2 separate regions of the Sus scrofa genome follow, and region 1 is linked to region 2. A link is a contact called in public HiChIP or PLAC-seq data. All regions are on one chromosome and are shown on one strand. Each heading gives the region's core, a stretch centred on a gene start, on an enhancer-like site or on the middle of the called end of the contact. The rest is flanking DNA. Distances are from core to core; before and after follow the strand shown. Region 1 has its middle 67 kb from the start of KLF9. Region 2 has its middle 42 kb from the start of KLF9.

Region 1 (3,171 bases), core at 68-2,567, 110 kb after region 2:
GAGGGTGGTTTGCTGCCCTCTGTTGTCTAAACATGATCTTTTCACTCATGCCCTTTCATGAAGACTTCTCACCTGGACCACCCTAGCGACTCTCCAAAGAGGCCTCTTCCTCTAAACCTTCCCCTCCATCCACTCTGTCTGTGGCCACTAGATCCATTTCACTAAAGGCCCTGTCTTGTCTTGTTATTCCTCCACTCAGAAACCATCAGTGGCTCTTAGCACCCATGGCATAATTAGTTTGTATAATCAAAGTGTTTGTGCTTCACCCCAGAGGGTATGAACCCCATAAATTCTGACTTCCTTCCCTGAGGACAGGACTGGGAACTGGGGAGAAGGAGGGACAGTATGCTGGGGACCCTTTCTCCTGCCCATGTCCCATTCTCAGTTGGTCCTGGGATGATCCTGCCTTTTAGCCAAATATCATTTCGACTTGGAGTTCTGTCTCATCCTAGGCTTCCATCAAGCCTTCTAACAACCTTACTTCTATGAACCGAGAAAGGTAACTGAGAAAGGAGATAAAGAGTAAGTTGGTGATGGCTAGTTCTTGGCACACATGCTATCACATCTCTCCTCCCTCACCCGTGGCAGATGTGACTAGTCCATTTTTGTCCAATGCGCCCAACAGAGTCCTCAAAAAATCTTTTCAACACTACTCCAGACGGCCCCTACCAGTCAACTGAATTTAGCAGGTGAGATGAAATCTGTTACCTCCGCACCCAGCTCTTCCAAAGAGTGAAACTTTAAACTTTGTTGAGATTGGATACAAAAAGACATGCATAGGCCACTAAAGTGGACCCACAAATGGCAGGGGCTCACAACTGAGGGATAACTGTATTTTGAGATTTAACCAAAGATTTCCCCCTCATTTCCTTGTAAATCCTAGGCCTTCCCTGATTTCGGGATAAGGACATTCTGCTTCTAGTCTCTTGGTGAATGAATGACTCAGCAAAAATACAGGGGGGCTGGTGCTGGGAGAGCTAAGGGTCAAGTAGAAACAGACTTTTGAAACTCCTGGCAGAGGTGGTAAATTGCAGAAAGAAAAAAAAGAGAAAAGCTCAAGCTTTGGAGTTTCAAAAGCATGAACAAGGGGATTCAGAGCCTTGAGAATACATGATGAATAGCAAAAAGAAAGAAAACAGACAAACAGGGAAAAGCTCTTCTTGAGTGGAAGTCGGAGCAGGGAGGAGTGACCAGCATGGTATGGAATGTGAAGGTCTTCCCCTAAACTCTGAGTTTCTCTAAACTCAGGGTAGTGTGAGAACTGCAGACTGGGCCCTGTGCTTCCGAGGGTGGCATGAATGAAACCTGGAGAGCCAGTGATCACCAGACAAACCACAACAACATAGCGGAAGACAGTATGGGGAGCCCCCCCATGAGGCCTGTGTGGTAGACGATGACACGAAGAACCTGGCGACTCGTACCCCTGAAATCCTGGGGAGTTCTGAGAAAATGAGAATCTCTAGGAATCCTTAACTGAGATTAAATTCCTGCCGCTGAGCATGGGGGAGTTGAAAAAGGGAAGTTACATTTCGTCACAGGAAAGGAAAGAACGTTACATCATGGGCCCCTGACTAGCCAACTAGGCCTCCTTCCTCATTACACATAGAAAGAATTTGTATGCATTACACATAGAAAGACATGCCCCCAAACTGTAATGAGGAGGTGACATTTTCTGGCTCTTTTGTCTTTTTTCCTTTGCTTTTCTATTTTGGCCACCCTGCCACATATGGAGTTCCCAGGTCAGGGATCAGATCAGAGCTTCAGTTGCAACCTAAGCCACAGCTGCAGCAACGCTGAATCTTTAAACCACTGTGCCAGGCAGGGATCAAACCTGCATTCTAGTGCTCCCAAGACACCTCTGATCGCTTTGCACCGCAGTGGGACCTCTTGATTGTGGCCTGGGAGGTGTATCAGAGGTCTCTGGTAGGAAGCAGAGAGGGAGGCAAGGCTCCCGCTTGTCTGGAGCGCTGGCTGTGGATCTGGTCCTTTACTCCCGAAAGACCTTCTCCTGCCTCGGAGAAGATGCAGCTGCCATGAGAGAAGCAGGGAAGGTGGCAGGGACAGCCCTGACACGCAGAACAGCTGTGTAATCAGGACTGCAGACCGAATGCACTGCACGGATAGGAGATTTAATGAGTCAGCAAGGTGAGGCCTGGGCCAGTGGATTTTTCCTTAAGTCCTGGAGCACTATAGATATGTAAACTAGGCCTCCTCAATAAGAAAGGAGAGCAGAAAAGATTTTTTGGCTCATAGAGGGTAGTGTATTTCCAGCCCATTAGCCCTGAAAGAATAGGTAGATTGGAAATATAAATATTTTAAAGAAGGGGTTAATTTACGGTTTCTTTCTTTTTTTCTGGCCTCACCAGCAACGTATGGAAGTTCCCAGGCCAGGGATCAATCTGGCACCACCACAGAGACAAACTGCCACAGCGGGAATTCCAATTTAGGATTTCTTTTTTTTTTTTTTTTTTTTGGTCATTTTAGGGCCACACCCACAGCATATGGAGGGTCCATGCTAGGGGTTCAATTGTAGCTGTAGCCGCCAGCCTATGCCACAGCAACAGCCACAGCCACAGCAATTTGGGATCCCAGCCGCGTCTACAACCTACACCACAGCTCACAGCAATGCTGAATTCTTAACCCACTGAGTGACGCCAGGGATCGAACCCGAGTCCTCATGGATGCTAGTCGTGTTCGTTAACCACTGAGCCACAACGAGAACTCCCAATTTAGGATTTCTTAACATTGGCATTACCGGCATTCTGGGAATTCTTTGCTGGGGGACAGGGTGCAGCTGTCCTGCACACTGCAAGATCTTTAGCGACACCCTGGGCCTCTGTGCATCAAATGACAGGAACATCGCTCACCCCAGTTGTGACAACCAGGAGTGCGTTCAGATAGTGCTTTATGTCTGGGGCTTGGGGAAATGGGCCAAAATGCCCCCAATGGAGAACACTAGGTTAATATTCACCCCCACATGGATCATGGAATAGGGGTCATATAAAAAGAAAGTAGGATCTGTAGTGCAGTAAGTCTGGAAATGCTGAGTGAAAACAAGCTAAACAGAGCATTTTATTTGTAGGACTTCTCAGGCCTGCAGCATGCCCACGAACACATTAAATCCCCAAGAGGGAAGATGTGGGATCAGCATGCACTCAATACACGCTGGGC
Region 2 (3,511 bases), core at 422-2,921:
CATCTGTAAAGTGGAGATAGAAATGGTATCTACCTCCCAGAGTTGTTGCAGGGATTAAATGAGATAACACATGTTCCAAGACAGAGCCACCCTCACTCCTCCATTTTTGTCAAGTACTCTCAAAATCTTTTTATATTAATATATTAATACAAACAATGAACTCCAGACTCTGTGCTCAATAAGTTAGATATACTATATTATTTAACCATACAGGCATTGTGTAAGTCCTGGTATCATCTGCAGCTTGTAGAGAAGGTAACTTTAAGGCTTATGAATATCAGGTCTCTTATTTACTCAGAGTTACACAGTAAGTGGCAGGGCTGAGATTTGAGCCTATCTTGTTTCAGAGACCAAGCCTTGCTTTTCTGACTGCCTTTGTATTCAATTTTTGTATCTGACTGATCTCCCTCGACTTCTTCTGGAGGGGATCATATTTTCCTTGTTCTTTTTAAGATGTATTTTCTAACTTTGATTTGATATTGGTCTTATCACCTCAAATATTTGCCAAGCAAAATGGATACAAAAAAATTAATACTGATATGAAAAGCCTTTTTGTACAAAAATCTTTCCTATGAGCTCCCATGCTTGCCTCACACTTCAATTTCTATAGCCATTTTCTGACATTGTAGCAACCTTGCCTGCCAATTCATTGACTCCTTAAATCATCTTCAGGATTACCTGGCATTTTGAATTCATTTTTTTCATCTTTCCCAAGCCTTTGTCATACTTTATCTTTGTCAATTGGGTATTTTTCTCTCCAGAGCCATACTTCCTCCTTACCAGTCTTAAAACATAGAGCAACAGAAATTCAGAATTTTCTTCTCCCTTCTATCTTTTTCACATGGAAATGGCATAATGGAAAATGACTCTAAATTCATTGGCCCTTGTGAAGTAGAGTCTGACTTGGTTGTTGACATTTGACTTCTGTGGTTTGTAAGCCTCTTCTGCCTGTGCCACACATCTGGGCAAGGATTAAATGAGATAACACATGGAGAGTTCAGGTACCCCGTCCTTCCATGTGGGTGGTTTAAACCTCATAGGTCTCTGCCCACCTGCAGGAACCCTCAACCCAACCTCACCCCTAACCATGTAAAAGCCCATGCTACTCTCCCCTTCTTGCACTCAAGCCAATTTTGGATAAACTTGGGAGCCTACTCTCTCTATATGAGTCCTACTCCTATTTTATGAATAATAAATTTTTCATACCTCTTGGTGCAGTGAGGCATCGTTAGCCTGGGTGTCTGAACCATAGTTGGGGTGGGGGGATCCATTCTGTTCCTGCAGAGCCTTCACAGCACCTTGTGTTGAAGGAATCCTTTTTTTTTTTTTTTTTTTTTTTAATCTCTCTTGAGTTGCCTTCTGTGTTTGCTGCCTTATAATATTTGGTACCTAGAAGTTGCTTGACCTGCCTCACCACTGTTCTAATGCTGACTCTTTAATTCCCTTGAACTCAGTGTATTTCCTGATCTCTTCCCTTTGTTTTCTTAGTGTAGACCAAACCTTCTCACCAGCCCCTTCTTTATTTGTTCTTCCTTATTTTTATTACTATTATTCCCCCTTTCTTCTGTGTATGTTTTTCTACTTTCGGTTGCCTCTTGCTCCAGTTCCTATCATGTACTCTATTCACTTCCACAAGTACTATCAAAACCAGACATGTGTCATAGAGAAGCAGACAGATCTATTGGGAAATGAATACTTCCAGTCATGATTTTGCAATTTTTCAACCAGCAATGACTCTTCTACCTTAACAAATAATGGTGATATATTTAAAGTGAAAGTTACATATTTAAAGTGAAGGTTACAAATACTGCCTATACAAATACTGGAAAGTTGCATTTTAAAGGTAATGTATTTTCAATTGAAAATGTAAAAAGAAAGAAAGAAATATATGTGTATAATACACAAATGGTAGATAAGGAAGGCTCCCTCTTACCTCAGACTCCCCTCCCTTTCCCCAGAGGCAATTACTGAAACACTTTATTAGCTACATTTCCAGAAGACAGCAAAGCAAACATTTTATATATATACTTATTATAAATGTGTGTGTGTATATATATATATATATATATAAGCATGTGTGTGTGTGTATATATATATATATATACACATATAAGCAAATTTTTAAATTTTGTGTATACTTAAAGAGACACTTAAAAAACCATCACAAATAGAAACATGCTATACTAAGGTAGACATGAGAATCAGAGACCTTGCCTACTTTAAATTCTGTGTCCCCACTGTTCAGACAGTATCTGGTATTTAGTAGATGTGCAATAAATAATTGAATGAATGAATAATGCTATTCACAATATTTATCCTGAGAAGTGTCCCATATCATACATAAGTTCTATGTCATTCTTTTTAACAGCAAATTTTATTCCATTTTCTAAATTTGTCATAGTTTATTTAATTGAGGCTATGTGATGGACATTTAGGTTCTTTCTAAACTTCTCTCTATAGAAGATTAATTTAATGATAAATAATTTATGCAATGCTTCTCACATGTTGCTTTTACACTCTGAGGCTAATAAATTTTTTTTTTCAGGAATATGTTGTAAGAATTGATCATCCGATTAGAGGTTTGGGGTTTACTGTTTTGAAGAAAACCTACTAAAGCTACTTAAATGTGAGAGAAATATCCAATAGAAAATGTAGAATGTGTTGACAAACAGGCAAGTGGCATCCCTGAATGAAAAAAAAAAATTCAGCACTTACGAGAATAAAGTGGTAGCTTAAAATTAAAAAAAAAAAATTGTAAAAGCTCCCTGGAATGAACAGATGTTATTTATCTGTGAAGTGACTGTAGGAAGCAGTGTTTGTTTGTTTACCAGTTTGCTCTTGGGCAATTTAATAGGAATTCAAGTTTGCTCTTGGGCAATTTAATGGGAATTCTAGATTAAAAATTTTAAACAATTAAAGTATTGCTTACATAACAGAATAGGTATAAACAATTTAAAACAACTCAAGTATTTCAGATTGAGAGGAACAATGAAGTCTGGGAGGGAATCCAGACATTCATTAAACTTACCATCCAAGTCCTCCCCCCACCCCCCCACCCCCACTCTCATTCTGGAGAAAATAGTCCCCAAAAGAACCACTGGTCAATGAAACACTGCAATGCTCTTTGATTTATAATAGATAAACTAAATATCACAGTCTAAAAAAATGAGAACTCAGAGATCTGAAATTTTTTTTTTATTGTTTTGCTATTTGACCAACATTTTTGGGTCAACTTTGTGATATAAACATTTACCAGATTTGCAGTAGAATTCTTGGTTGAAAGCTTTAAGAGGCATTCAGTCTACAATGTACCTGGAAGTTGGGAGATGGAGAATCTCACAAATGTGCCCTCTGAAGAAGGAAACTTTAAGAACTGAGAGACTGATTTCCCATTAATGGCCAACTCACAGAACCAAGACTTATCTTCTAACCAATGAACATCTGCTAAGAATCTCTCCACATCTTCAACCCATGAACTCACTACTTGGACTCTGGCTGGACCCCGCCCCCC

The links. HiChIP or PLAC-seq counts read pairs in DNA pulled down with a chosen protein or histone mark.
Region 1: an H3K27ac HiChIP or PLAC-seq map of alveolar macrophages shows a contact between it and region 2. The contact joins two enhancer-like sites. A contact is called at or near these places in 4 of 47 Hi-C or Micro-C datasets (alveolar macrophages, epiblast stem cells, liver and 1 more) and 1 of 2 datasets of contacts at active chromatin or transcription factors (alveolar macrophages).

What each region holds. Positions count from the first base shown.
Region 1 is chr1:223,813,509-223,816,679 of Sscrofa11.1, forward strand. No RefSeq gene overlaps it. Among named protein-coding and RNA genes, the nearest start is that of KLF9, 67 kb to the left of the region's middle. Within about 2 kb of position 1,318, at least 17 of the 83 cell types and tissues checked have an H3K27ac peak or open chromatin away from gene starts, as enhancers often do. A contact at or near this core is called in alveolar macrophages and mesenteric adipose tissue, where this site is marked.
Region 2 is chr1:223,704,335-223,707,845 of Sscrofa11.1, forward strand. No RefSeq gene overlaps it. Among named protein-coding and RNA genes, the nearest start is that of KLF9, 42 kb to the right of the region's middle. Within about 2 kb of position 1,672, at least 3 of the 83 cell types and tissues checked have an H3K27ac peak or open chromatin away from gene starts, as enhancers often do. A contact at or near this core is called in alveolar macrophages and mesenteric adipose tissue, where this site is marked.